Regions from separate parts of the Sus scrofa genome. Here regions 2 and 3 are each linked to region 1. Evidence: chromatin contacts called from public HiChIP or PLAC-seq data. All regions are on one chromosome and are shown on one strand. The core of a region is the stretch at or near the end of the contact, and the rest is flanking DNA. Distances in the headings are between cores, read along the strand shown.

Region 1 (4,544 bases), core at 1,247-3,746:
GTTTATCAACAAGCCCCCTTCACCCTCCCCTCGAACCAGCCCATTTTGCACTCCAAAAGACAAAATCTCTGGTTCTCACTACAAAAGGGTGAGAAAGCTCCTAAAAGAGGGAGATATTTCAATGAGACGTATAGTAAGCACTTCTTGGTGACAGCAAAGCACTGGAGGAAAAAGAAGTCTCCCTAGAATCAGAGCAAGCTATGCTGCAGTCGTGAGCCCCCCTGAATGGAGGCTCACATTTTAGAAAACTTGAAAAAGGGTCCTCTAAAAAAAAGACAAGAGACAAAAAAAATTATAAGGCGTTCCCGTCGTGGCGCAGCGGAAACAAATCCGACTAGGAACCATGAGGTTGTGGGTTTGATCCCTGGCCTTGCTCAGTGGGTTAAGGATCCGGTGTTGCCGTGAGCCATGGTGTAGGTTGCAGATGCGGCTCGGATCTGACGTTGCTGTGGCTCTGGCGTAGGCCGGCAGCAATAGCTCCAATTAGACCCCTAGCCTGAGAACCTCCATACGCTGTGGGTGCAGCTTTAAAAAAAAAGACAAAAGACAAGAAAAAGGGTCAACTTGATTTAATTGGGGTTGGGGGGGCAGCCACTGGAGGGTCAAGCAGAGTTCATCAGATCATATTTCAAGGCCCTGAATGGTATAAGAGTTCAGACCCCACTCTCTGGCTGGAGGATCGGCGGGAGCCCAGAGCCAAAACCCCACAGCAGAGGAGGTTAAATTTCAGGGCTCCAGGGGACTTCAGGTTGCAGGCTGCTGCCTTGGGCTTGCACATCTCTAGGGCAGGTACTCAATTTCTCAAAATTCCAGAGGAGCAGAAGCATGTGTTCTAGGTACAGGGGGAGGGAGCTCAGGGGTGAAGGGAGGGTAATACCCTATAATCACAGAACCTTGAGGGCTTCATTTCAGACCCCAGTGGGAAGGGAAGGGAGATGTAAGGAAAGGGAAAGAAAACATTTACAGGTCAAGACCCTGGGGAGGACAGACCAGAGGGGTGGGGGTGCCTCAGTTCTGCAAAGGTCCTGCCCTCTACATCCCTGAGACCTGTGGCCTTGAGTAAACTTCTTACAGAAGAAGTCTCGTGCAGTCAGGGGCAAGAGTTCTGGAGCCTCACCTCAGAGAGGCTACCTTGAAGAAAATACATCTCTGGAAAACTGATGCTTCCAGCTTAGTCCCAAGAGGGTTAAAAAGGACCCTAAGCTAAGAGAAGGGATGGTATCTATGGGATGTGGAACCTGGACCCCAAACAGGAATACAGCAGAGAAGCACTAGGAACTACCCTACAGAAAAAATCCTACCCTGCAGTCAATCAGAGACCTTCCAAGGACCAACACGAGAGACCAGAAGAAAGAGAGAGGGGCCTCAGATGCCAAAGCTGGGATGCAAAAGCAGGGGTTCTGGGGCTAGGTGGAAAGGGAGTGTGATCTGAGCAGTAGATCCACAATGAAGTAGAATACAGAGGAAACAGCCAAGGTTGGGAAATAAGAGTCTGATCCCGCAAGGGTGAGGACTAGAACCCCCAGAAGTAGTCCAAAAGGGCATAGATGCTGTCCTAAAGGGGAAGAGGGAGAAGGAAGGCAGAGCTCAGAACCGAAGACTGAGAGGAGAGAGATGGGAAGGTCTTGGACACAGGGGCCAGAGCTCCATCCCAGGGGGGCACACTCAGTTAACACCAAGCCCACTCCAGGGTGAGGAAGGTGTCGGGAGGGAGGCGGGGTTCTGGAACCAGAGCAGGAGCTGAACAGGGCCCCAAACACCAGTTTAGCGTACAGACCCCAAGAGACACACTATTTTTGAGGGACATTGAGGACCCCAGCTCATCACTCCGGACGGTGCAAGCGGTGGCAGAAGAGTCAGGGGACCCTTCTGAGCAAGGAGTAGCCAACCCCAGTCTAGTCGGCTAGTCGGCTGGGGCGAGGAGGCTAAGACCCTGACGGCAGCCATGGCGGGAGAGAAGACGCGCAGACAATCCCAAAGGCCAAAGAGCGCGGACCCCTGTTTGGGACGAGAAGACAAGCAGCTCAGCCCGTGAAGCTGTCCGTGGGGACTGTGCCTCAAGCTGGGAGGCGCGGCCCTGTGCCCGTGTTTAGGGAGATTTGTAGGTAACCTAACCGCTCGAGCTGGAGAAGGGGACCCCAAGCTCAAGCCCAGGGGCCGACCCCCCAGGGCGAAGAGTGGGGTGAGGTTTTCGGGGGCCCCGCCCCCGGCCTCCGCGCGCCCCGCCCGCACCCGGAGTCCGGGGACCAGGGGCGGGCGAGGAGGCCGGACGCCGAGGTGCGAGCGGGCTGTGTCTCAGGACCCCGAGCGGAAGGCGCAGACCTCGGCCTGCCGCCCGGTCCACGCACCCCCCACCCTCCCGGGCCGGCGCCGCGGCCGCTCACTCACTTTGGCCTCCACCAGCTCCGCCGCCATCTTGGCCACCAGCGTCCCCCGCGCCGGGAGCCCCCAGCCGTCGCGTCACGTGACTGCCCTCCACTCGCGGGCGGGGCCTATGCCGCGACCAATTAGCACCCGCGCGCCCTCCTCCCCGCGGCGCGCGCGACCGCGCACTGCGCAGGCGCGCGCGGCCACCGCCCGGGCCTCGGGCCAATCAGGGTGGCCCGACACCGCCCCCCTCTTTAGCTCGCGGCGACCACGCCCACCCCTGGCTGCGTCTAGCTTCTTAAAGGCGCACGAGTGCCGCACAGGTAGGGGTGGGTGCTGGGTCCTGTCTTGGGAGGGAATAGATAGCAGAGGCGACAACAATGCAGCAAGGTGTTGCGGGTCCCCGGTGCGAGGCGGCTGCCAGGTGCTTGACCGGACGCCCGGTGGCGTGGGGGCGGGGAGAAGACAGTTGGCCGGCTCAGCAGCTGCCAATGCGTGCAGCGAGGCGCCTTGCAGAGCAGCGCTGTGCAGCCTCAGGCGTGCTATACATCCGGGTCCTGGCTCGGCAGAGGGGGCTCGGGCGCGGCGCCCCCCACTTAGTTGGCTCCCGGCGGAGAAATGCGGGACCTCCTGCCCACTTCCCGGAGCTCGTGCATCCCTCACACCCGTAAGCGTACTCCTCTCGCTAGTTCTGGCTCCCCATCCACAGTAAACCTTTGGAATCTGCACTAACCGGAAACTCCCCTGCTCAAGAGCTCTCTGTGGCTCCTCAGTGCTCGCGGGCCACAGAGCTCAAAGTTTCTTGTATCAAAAGCAGGAAGAAAGAGGACAAAACTGTGTATTTCAGGGCCCATCCCTTGACATTATAAATATCAGGGCAAGAATTAGCCGAAATTTGAGTGCCCCAAATGACCCTGTTATCAAGATAAATGTTTGTGTGATATATGTGAGAGATATATATACATATTTTTTTTTTTTTTGGCTGTTCCTCAGGGCATGGCAAGTTTTCCAGGCCAGGAGTTGAATCCGCACCGAAGAAGCGACCCAAGCCATAGCAGTGACATTGCCAGATCCTTAACCACTAGGCCACTAGGGAACTCCTGTGCAATATTTTTTAAGAAAAATTAATGCAGGAGTTCCCGTCGTGGCGCAGTGGTTAACGAATCCGACTAGGAACCATGAGGTTGCGGGTTCGATCCCTGCCCTTGCTCAGTGGGTTAACGATCCGGCGTTGCCGTGAGCTGTGGTGTAGGTTGCAGACACGGCTTGGATCCTGCGTTGCTGTGGCTCCGGCGTAGGCTGGCAGCTACAGCTCCGATTGGACCCCTAGCCTGAGAACCTCCATATGCCGCAGGAGCGGCCCAAAGAAATAGCAAAAAGACAAAAAAAAAAAAAAAGAAAGAAAGAAAAAGAAAAATTAATGCAAAAAAACTCCATGATGAAGAAAATACTAATTTAAGAGAGAATCTAACTCTGCAGTTGCAGTCAATACCTCCCTCACCTCACCATAACTCATTTACCTCACCCAAAACTCTGACTCTGCAGGGTTTTGTTTTACTTTTTTTACAATGTTTTATTTTGGGGCACATCAAAGTTCCTGGGCCAGGGATCGAATCCTTAATTCGCTGTGCCACAGCAGGAACTTCGAGCACCAGAATCTTAATCCAGGTCTGACCTTCTCCACACGGTTATAAACTGCATCAGACTGTTCCAGCAGATATTCAGTGATAATCTCTCCATATATCAAAAACCTAATATATGCCAGACACTTTTGAATTAGGAGCGAACATCTTCTGCAAAGATCCAGATAATAAGTATTTTCAGCTCTACAAGCTACAGACAGCATCTGTAGCAACTACTCAACTCGGTGGGCATAGTCATGTACCAATAAAACTTCATTTTAGTCATTCCCATTATGGCACAGTAGAAACAAATCCAACTAGGAACCGTGAGGTTTCGGGTTTGATCCATATCACTCAGTGGGTTAAGGATCCAGTGTTACAGTGAGCTGTGGTATAGGTTGCAGATGCAGCTCAGACCTGGCATGGCTGTGGAGTAGGCCGTCAGCTGTACCTCTGATTGGACCCGTACCATGGGGCCCTCCATATGCCTTGGGTGCGGCTCTAAAAAGCAAAACAAAAACAAAAATCCCTTCATTTCTAAACACTGAATTTGAA
Region 2 (4,544 bases), core at 987-3,486, 200 kb after region 1:
ACGTGAGGACAGGGGTTGGGGCCTCTTGGGCAATGCTAGGAATTCCAAGAATCAGGGTAAGAAGCCCAGTGAGGCATGGAAGTGAAGATGGACCTGTAGAAGCCAGACCAACCACTGGGAGTGGAGGCTGGGCCATGGAACCACAGAGTTTGAAGTATACCTCCCTCCCCACTGCCTGCCCCAAGTCCCTCCTGGCCCCAATGTGAGACATGACCCAGCACCATCCAGGGCCTGTCAACAATTGCCCCAAGAAGTCTTTACTGGTCCCCAGGACCTTAATTCGGCCTCACTGTGGGGACCACCCAGGAACCCCAGTGAGAGGAAGATCTCTGTTTTCAGAAAAGTCTGTCTTTTCCGGAAAATAAAAGGTTGTGGGGGCGGGAAGGTGGAGGTACTTCCCCTCCCTACACCTTCTGTCTCCTCAGGTCCTTGGAGGTCCCGGTGCTCTGGTTCCTCGCCTGCTAGAACTTTCGGTTCTTGCTCAGCCGGTTGTGGCGCCAAATGTTGTGTTTCCGCAGCAGCCGCCAGTATTCTCGGGTCTCGGGGTCCAGTTCCTCCAGCTTCTTGGGGGGGCCCACGTTCATCTCGAACAGCCTGACAGGGAGTGGGCGGTAGTTGGGGTTGCAGAGCAGCCCCTGCATGGCTTCCGCACTCCAGGCACTCTAGGCAGAGGCAGCAGCAGGACTGAGTCCCATGGTGGCTGCATGACCTCAGGACCGTCCCTCTCCACCCCTAGCCAGGTTCCTGGTTGTGGAACGAGAGGGTGCTCCTATCCCAATGGCCCTGGGATCTGAGGTGGACCAAGGCTTCTGCCTCCTAGCCATTGTCCCTGTGTCACTGCCTGCCTGTATGGCCTCCCCACTCACTCACTCAACCTCTCTAAACTTTCCCCAGCTTAAAGGATCAGCTCACGCCAAGGGCTTCGACATCCTGCCACCGCCCTCAGGGCCAAGAGCAAAATCCTCCCTGCAGCCCCACCCCCACCCCGGGTGCACACAGGCTGTGCTCCATCAAGTTCCTGTCCTGTCTCCCTCTACTCTCCACCTTGCCCCCTGCTCTCACTAACAGACCAGGTTCAGGTCTTTGCACTGACTGTTCCCATCCACCTCTGAAGCTCTGTTCACCCACTCAGGTCTTGACTCGTATCACCTTCCCAGGGAAGCCTTCTGGAAACCTCAGATTTGACTAGCCAGGCCCTCCTCACCCAGTCCCAGTCCACTTACCACTCTGGGTACTCAGAATCTGGCTTCAGAACGACATCCTGGCCCTCCTTGTAGATATTGACGCCCATGGCATGTGTGGTGAGACGGAAGGGGTCTGTACACACCTCTGGGTCCTTAAGAGCCTCACCGACCACAGCGCCTTTGCCGCCTTTGCCCCCCTTAATGACTGTGATAGGGTAGAATCATTTCAGCCCAACTTCACCCTCAAGAAGCCACCCCTTTCTGCCCTGGCTGGACCTTGTATGCTACATGCAAAACCATTTAAACTGGAACACGGCTACTGCATTAAATGGCACTAACATTCAAGTGACCAAGTCATCCCTTTCCAATTCCATTTTCATTCCTTATGTTTAGCTCATGGAGAAAGTCTCCGCCGGCTGCTTGGTGTTTTTAAACCCTCACAATTGCCAAGTCCCTCCTTTCGACAGAGGAAATCAGGCAAGGGTGTTTCCAGAGAAAATTTCTTTTCGTTTTAATACTTGGATGGGTCCCCATATGGCTCCAATCCTTGCCAAAGGTAACCGATTTGGAGGCAGAAACATGAGAGGTGGCCAACTTCATTACTTCCTCGGCCCCTCAGCCCCGCACCCTTCCAAGAAAACCCTTTCCCAGTAAGGCGACTTTGCTCCAGCTAGCACAGACCCCAGCCACAGCCTTAGGGGCTTCACGCTGGTGCCGGCGCACTGACTGCAATCGCGCCCAGGTACCTCGAACTGCGCCTGCACAGAGCTAAGCAGCGGCCTCTGAGCTTGCGTGCTGATTCTAGGACGCGCCTCCCCAACCCGCGCTTGCGCACTACCAACTTCCCAATGTTCCCACCACTGCCGTCTTGGTCTCTCGTAACCCAGCTCACCCGGTCTTTTGGCGTAATTTCGTACATGGAGTCGCCCAGAAACGGCGGCATCTGAGAGCTCCCAGGCCCGCCAGGCGGCCCAGCTACGGGCAGCCCCGAAAAGGCGTCTGGCCGCCATGACCTATGCCGACTGCCCGCACGTGCACGTTTCCGGAATACGTCAGCGACCGAAGGGTGCCTGGGAGTTGTAGGCTCCTAGCGATTTATGGGGAGCGTAGTATTTTGTCTTAGGGCAACATTTATTTTGACTGCTTTAAACTTTTATAGATATCCCTAGTTTACTGCAGGAGGGGACTTTCAAAGGATGTGGATTTTTTTAAAAACTTTTATTAAAATATAGTTGATTTACAATGTTGTGTTTTTTTCAGCTGTATAACAAAGGGATCGTTACACATGTATGTATACTTTGTTAGCTTCTTTTTCATTACAGGTTATTACAAGATATTGAATGTAGCTCCCTGTACTATACAGTAGGTTTTCCTTGATTCAAAGGATGTTTCCTTGACTTCTTGTCCTTTGGTTTCTTATCACTTCCCTTAAGTATCACACCTTATACATTCCTGATTCTATTCAATGAGCAATTACTGAAAACCTGAAGGTAATAAAAGCTGACATATATTAGACTCATTATGTCCCAACCCTATTGCTAAATCCATAATCAGCTCGATTTTGTTTAATTCTCATGATTAGGAGGTAGGTATGTATTTTATCATCCTCAGTTTACAATTAAGGAAGCCAGAAGCTCAGGGAGGTAACGTTAAGACAGGTGAGCCATTCTGCTAACCCTAACCCTCCCTACTGTGAGCTAAAGTCCGTCCACAGTATGGTCCCTGCCCTGCTTCCAGTGTCCCTGGAATTGAGAGAATCTCTTAACGCTAGTTTAGGATTTTCCAGTCTCATTTCTTTCTTTCTTCATTTTTTCCCCTGTCTTTTTAGGGGCCCCACCCATGGCACATGGACATTTCGAGGCTAGGAGTCAAATCGAGTGGTAGCTGCCAGTCTACACCACAGCAATACAGGATCTGAGCCACACCTGTGGCCTACACCACAGTTTAAAGCAACGCTGGATCCTTAACCCACTGAGTGAGGCCCAGAATGCCAGTCGGTCTGATTCGTTACCACTGAGCCACAATGGCAACTCCCAGTCTCATTTCTTCATCTTTTTCTTTCTTTTTTAGTGTCGGTGGCATGTGGAAGTTCCTGGGTCAGGGATCAAACCCGCACCACAGTGGTAACCAGAGCCACGAGCCACATCAGTGACAACTGCCAGATCTAGCTGAGCCACACTTTTGATTTTTGGCTCCAGCATGCGGAATCTCAGTTCTCAGACTATGGATTTGAACTTTGGCTGCAGCAGCGACAACGCTGAGTCCTAACCACTAGACCACTAGGGAACTCCCAAGCAGTGCTTTTTTTCTTTTCTTCTTCTTCTTTTTTTTTTTTTTTTTTTGTTTTCCTTTTTGCCATTTCTTGGGCCGCTCCCATGGCACATGGAGGTTCCCAGGCTAGGGGTCGAATCAGAGCTGCAGCCGCCGGCCTACGCTAGAGCCACAGCAACGTGGGATCCGAGCCACTTCTGTAACCTACACCACAGCTCACAGCAACGCCGGATCCTTAACCCACTGAGCAAGGCCAGGGATCGAACCCACAACCTCATGGTTCCTAGTCGGATTCGTTAACCACTGAGCCACGACGGGAACTCCATCTTTTCTTTTTTCTTTTTAGGGCACAAGCGGAATATGGAGGTTCCCATGCTAGGGGTCAAATCCGAGCTGTAGCGGCGGACCCTTAACCCTGCGATGGAACCCGCGTCCCCAATGTATGCTAGTCAGATTCGTTTCCGCTGAGCCAGGATGGGGACTCCACAATCAGCGTTCTTTTTAACCCCATATTGCAGTTGAGGAAAAAAGCCTCAGAGGCCAGCTCTTGGGTTTCACTCTGGGTAAATGGAAGTCTGGGATTCAAACTAGCGGCCCCAACATCTAGCGCCCCCTCGCGGAGGGTCAGAACTACATTTCCCAGCAAGCCCCGGGGACGTGCGCATGCCCAGTGATCCAGGAGGACTGCGCGGACAGATCTGCCGGCGCCCTGTCTGGGAATTGGCAAGCGGCGGCGCCTGGCAGGACTGGACCAACTCTGGCGCAGGGTCCTGGGGGCCTCGTGGGTTGAGACCACCTCGGTTTGGGACGTGAGTATCCTGGAGGGGCAGAGCGAGGTCTGGGGACAGCGCCTGAGGTCACAGGTCTGAAGTCTTGAGTCTGGGGTCTGAGCGAGAACAGGTACTTAGTTCTCCGCTTTAGAGTCAAGTTATGTCTTCAGGCTGGGTCTGAGGTCGAGGTCCGAGCCTGGGGTCAATCTTGAGCATGGCATTGGAGGTCTTGAGATGAAAGTCTGCTTTTTGGCGTATTGGAGCTCTAGTATTAAGTTTGAAGTTTGGGGTCTTGAATCCCGGGTCTCAGAGACCTCTA
Region 3 (4,544 bases), core at 1,085-3,584, 160 kb before region 1:
ATGTTCTGTGAAGGAGTATCCTTCACCTGACCTTTCACGTGCCCACCTGCCCATGAATTTGCCAGACCATTCCTCCAGCCATCAACCCACCCCTCCATTCACCTGTGTGTCTATCCTTCTACCCAAGCCCCCCCTTCCACATCCACCCACGATCCACCACTCAACGCATCTTCTCATGGTTCTCCTTGCACCCTTGAACCACACTTCAGGAGTTCCCATCATGGCGCAGCAGAAAGGAGTCCAACTAGCTCATTGGGTTAAGGATCTGGCACTGCCGTGAGCTGTGGTATGGGTCGCAGATGTGGCTTGGATCTGGTGTTGCTGTGGCTGTGGCTGTGGACAGCAGCTGTAGCTCTGATTTGGCCCCTAGCCTGAGAACCTCCACATGCTGTGGGTGTGGCCCTAAAAAGAAAAAAAAAACCCACAAAACAAACAAACACCCATGCTTCAACCAACATCCACCCGCCCATCCATCCACCATCCACCTACCTACCTGCCCATCCAGCTGCCCACTCACCTATCCATAGATCCATGTATCCATTTACCCACTGGCTACCACCTACCCACCCACCACCCACCTGTCCAACCAACCACTCATCCATTCACTTATCCACCTGCCTACCCACCTATGTAGCCACCCACACAACCAACACCCACCTACCCACCCATCATCCATCCACCCTCCCATCCATCTACTGCCCATCCATTCACTCATTCCTTCAATTCACCCCATTTAATCAATGTACCCACTCACCACCCACCCACTCTTTTTCTTTACTCCTGTCTAAAGGACTCAATCACACCCAGAGCAGGGTGTAAATGACACCCTCGAGAGAAGTTCACAAGTTGCTGGGGCAGGAGGGAATCTGTGGGCTTGGGGGCAAGAGGAAGCGTCTAGGGAGCTGCTTCCTGGAGGAGGTGTTGATATATAAACAGGGCCTGATGGCTGGGCAGGATATTGAGCAGCAGCAGCAGGAAAAGAAGGGATGTACCCTAACCACGGCAAAAGGCTGAGAAGTGCAAAGTGCACCCATGAATGGGTGTGCGTGTGTGTGTGTGTGCGTGTGTGTGTGTGTCTGGGTGCCTGTTGCCTCAGCATAACTGGGGCATACACCAGCCCTCCATTCTCCCATATGCCAGTGCCCAGGGGCAAGGGGCCTGAGGCCCTAAGGGGAGCCTCCAGCCCAGGCCTCCCTCATCTCCTCTGCCCCTACCTTCTGCAGCTCCACTGACTCCAGCACCAGGCCACCGTGTCCACTGCCGGCTCTGGTTACCTGCTCCAGCGGGGCCACCAGCTCACACCAGCAGCTCCCAGCACTCAGCTCTGACACCTGATCAGCTCTGAACAGGCAGCCACCCCCAATGGTAGGGGATGAGCAGAGGGAGGAGACAGACTGGCAGTGGGCCTGTCTGTTGGCCACCAGGCTTTGGCAGGAAGACATGGATGTTTTTCCCTAACATCACTGGGCAGATTTCAGTTTCTGGAAAGAGCCACCCTCTTCTGCTCTTCCCATCCTTTGGACTTGCTGTTCCTCTGCCAGGAGCCCTCTTTCTGTACCTCCTGTCAGCCCCAATTGGCTGATTTCCCCCACCTCACTTGTACTCACTGTTCAGATCTTTAGTGAAACATTTCCTCCTCCAGGAAGCCTTCCTGGTTGTCTCCCAGGCTGGGTCAGCTGCCTCCGCCAGAGCGCCTTCCTTGCTCAATGCCCTCATTACACACAGGTCACACTAAGTCACCACTGCTAGGTCATGAAATGCTGCATTTGCTCTCCAGCGTCCCCCTAGTGGCTGTGCAATACATTTCTTAAATGAGTCCTAAAGGCCACCAGCCCCAGTGACCGGAAGCAGTTTCTCCATTTTCTTGGTGCAGTCGAGACCTGTCCTGCTGAGTGATTATCGCCCACCTAGATAATGTCCAAGTATCTTAAGAGTGGCGTCCTCAACCTTCCCTTAGTGAGGCCCCAAATTGCCCCCACGACGCACAGGTACTGTACATTTGTAAATTTAGAAAATTCTGAAATTTTCAGGGGAAAGAACCTTGGATTGGGAGCATGAGTCCCGGGTCCCTTCTCTCAAGCTCTGTTCTGCAAGAGTGGAGGGCGAGTAAGGGGAACGTCAATTCACTCATTTGTGAGAAAAGGGGAAAAGGGCACTGATCTTCGTGCCCCTCGCTTTAGAGGCGACTAGAGAACTCTCTCGTCGGCTATCCCCCAGTTTCCAGCCCGGTCACTGGACAGCCTTTTTCCCACCACCCGCTACATGCCCAGCATACAGTACGAAGCAGAAGCTGGAAGCAGGTCTCCCTTTGCCATCAGTTAATATGGCGACCGCAGCGTCCGTCCGGGGCGCATGCGTCTTGGAAGGAGACGCCAGGTGCGGTGGATGGGAATGCGGCTCCTCCTTCCCCGTCCCACCCCATTTCCGGCGGAAGCGGCCACAACAAGGGAAACTTTATTGTTCCCGTTGGGGCGGTGAGGATGTCGGTGAATTATGCGGCTGGCCTGTCGCCGTACGCAGACAAGGGCAAGTGCGGTCTCCCCGAGGTGAGCGCGGCGGGATCCCGACAGCTACCCCCAGGGCCGTGGGCTGGGCGGGGCCTACCGGCAGCGGGGAATTGTGGGAATAGCAGGAGACACTGAGGCTAGATAATGGGAGGGACTTCCCAATGAGGAGGGGGCGGGAAGTGACGCCCCAGCGCGGCCGGGGACGCGAACACGCCCAGCTCTGGGTCGGTTAGGCTGGTGACTCGGGGAAGGACCAGCGATGGGGTGGTCTTCAAGTTCTGATAAGGGAGCACCCAATGTATATCCAGGCAGAATGCACTACCCGGGCAAAGCGGGGGGGTGGGGTGGAAATAAACTTAGAGAGCAGATTAGATCAAAGAGGTTTCCAGAAGGAGGCCAGGATGGGCCTCAAGTGCCAGGCTGGGGAGTTGACACTAAGGGTGATGCGGAAGGGTTTTGACCTGGGGAGGAACCTGGAGGATGTATCAGAAACACTCCTCCAACCACGCTGAAAAGAAGTCCCTCCGTACGCTGAGACCTTGGCTGGGTCACTTCTTTCTGGGTTTCCTTTCCCCTTCTGTAAACTGGGGAGAAGATTGCCCCCCTCCCACAAAGGCTGGCTCGTTCATTCTGAGTCAGGCATCAGTGAGCTCTTAGATGATGTGCAGCCCCACTCTTCCCTCCTGGGTGTTTTTCACTTTATTCCACAAACATTCAAGTACTTACCTTATACCAGACACTTTCTCCAACCTGGAGCCACATCACAGAACAAGACAGATGAGCAGCAAATAAGTATAAGAAATCAGATAGTGGGGAGTTCCTGCTGTGGCGCAGCAGTTTAAGGATCCTGCCTTGCTGGAGCTGTGGCTTGGATTGGATCCCTAATCAGGGAACTTCCCTATGCTGTGTTGCAGCCAAAAAAAAAGAAAGAAGAATAAAAAGAAACCAGATGGTGGTAAGAGCTAGGGAGAAAAGCAAAGCAGATAAGAAGAGCTGAGGGCTGCATTGAAACCAGGTGGCCAGGGAGCCATCACTGAAAATGACTATTTTTCCCCCAATTTAAAAAATACTCATAAAATATACGCAATATAAAATTTACTTTCTTAACTATTTTAAGACTACAGTTCAGCAGTATTGAATACATTTATAATGTTATACAACCATCACCACCATCCATTTCCAGAGCTTTTTCATCTTCCTAGTGTTCTCATTAAATACTAACTCTCCATCCCCCTCCCCCACGCCCTGGCACCCACCATCTACTTTCTCTATGAGTCTGACTCCTCTAGGGACCTCCCATAAGTGAAATGATACAGTATTTGTGGTTTTTTATCTGGCTTATTCTCTGAGCATAATGTCCTCAAGTTTCATCCATATTGTAGCCTGTGTCAGAATGTTCTTCCTTTTGCAGGCTGAATAATATTCCATTGTATGTACAGACCACATTTATTTTTCTTTTTTCTTTTTTTACTTTTTAGGGCCACACCAGCAGCGTATGGAAGTTCTCAAGCTAGGGGTCCAATCAGAGCTGCAGCTGCCAACCTAGGCCACAGCCACAGCAATGCAGGATCTGAGCCGTGTCTGCAACCAACACCATGGCTCATGGCAACACCAGATCCTTAACCCACTGAGTGAGGCCAGGGATTGAACTGGCGTCCTCATGGATGCTAGTCAGGTTTGTTACTACTGAGCCACAACAGGAACTTCCAGACCACATTTGTTAATATCCATTCGACTGTTGATGGATATTGGGGTTTCTTTCATATTTTAGCTATTGCAAATAATGCTGCTATGATCATGAGTGTGCAAATGAGATGACTCTTGAGCCAAGATTGGGAGGAGTGAAGAGGGAGCTATGTGGGTATTTGGGCAAAGGGCATTCCAGGCAGAGGGCACAGCCTGTGCAAAGGCCCTGAGACCAGACCAAGCCTGGAAAGTTGGAGGAATAGTGAGGAGGCCCTTGTGACTGCAACAGAGGGAGAAATGGGGGGAGTTGGGGCAGGTTGTGCAGGGCCTCGTGGGCCTCAGGGAGGACTT

Evidence for each region. HiChIP or PLAC-seq counts read pairs in DNA pulled down with a chosen protein or histone mark.
Region 2: an H3K27ac HiChIP or PLAC-seq map of skeletal muscle shows a contact between it and region 1, with 3 times the contacts expected there. The contact joins the promoter of MRPL54 here to the promoter of PIAS4 in region 1. A contact is called at or near these places in 2 of 2 datasets of contacts at active chromatin or transcription factors (alveolar macrophages and skeletal muscle).
Region 3: a contact with region 1 is called in an H3K27ac HiChIP or PLAC-seq map of alveolar macrophages. The contact joins the promoter of ANKRD24 here to the promoter of PIAS4 in region 1. A contact is called at or near these places in 3 of 47 Hi-C or Micro-C datasets (blood, fetal liver and heart right ventricle) and 1 of 2 datasets of contacts at active chromatin or transcription factors (alveolar macrophages).

Annotation. Positions count from the first base shown.
Region 1 is chr2:74,727,296-74,731,839 of Sscrofa11.1, forward strand. It overlaps PIAS4 (E3 SUMO-protein ligase PIAS4), which reads right to left and starts at 2,497. Exons shown (of 11, transcript XM_003354007.4): 1 at 2,389-2,497. The coding sequence starts at 2,415.
Region 2 is chr2:74,925,960-74,930,503 of Sscrofa11.1, forward strand. It overlaps MRPL54 (39S ribosomal protein L54, mitochondrial), which reads right to left and starts at 2,237. Exons shown (of 3, transcript XM_003123056.5): 1 at 2,077-2,237; 2 at 1,224-1,389; 3 at 1-594. The coding sequence starts at 2,194. The coding sequence ends at 462. It overlaps APBA3 (amyloid beta A4 precursor protein-binding family A member 3), which reads left to right and starts at 4,118. Exons shown (of 14, transcript XR_002341692.1): 1 at 4,118-4,264.
Region 3 is chr2:74,566,068-74,570,611 of Sscrofa11.1, forward strand. It overlaps ANKRD24 (ankyrin repeat domain-containing protein 24), which reads right to left and starts at 2,335. Exons shown (of 23, transcript XM_021084071.1): 1 at 1,608-2,335. SIRT6 (sirtuin 6) reads left to right here and starts at 2,472. Exons shown (of 10, transcript NM_001114273.1): 1 at 2,472-2,546. The coding sequence starts at 2,481.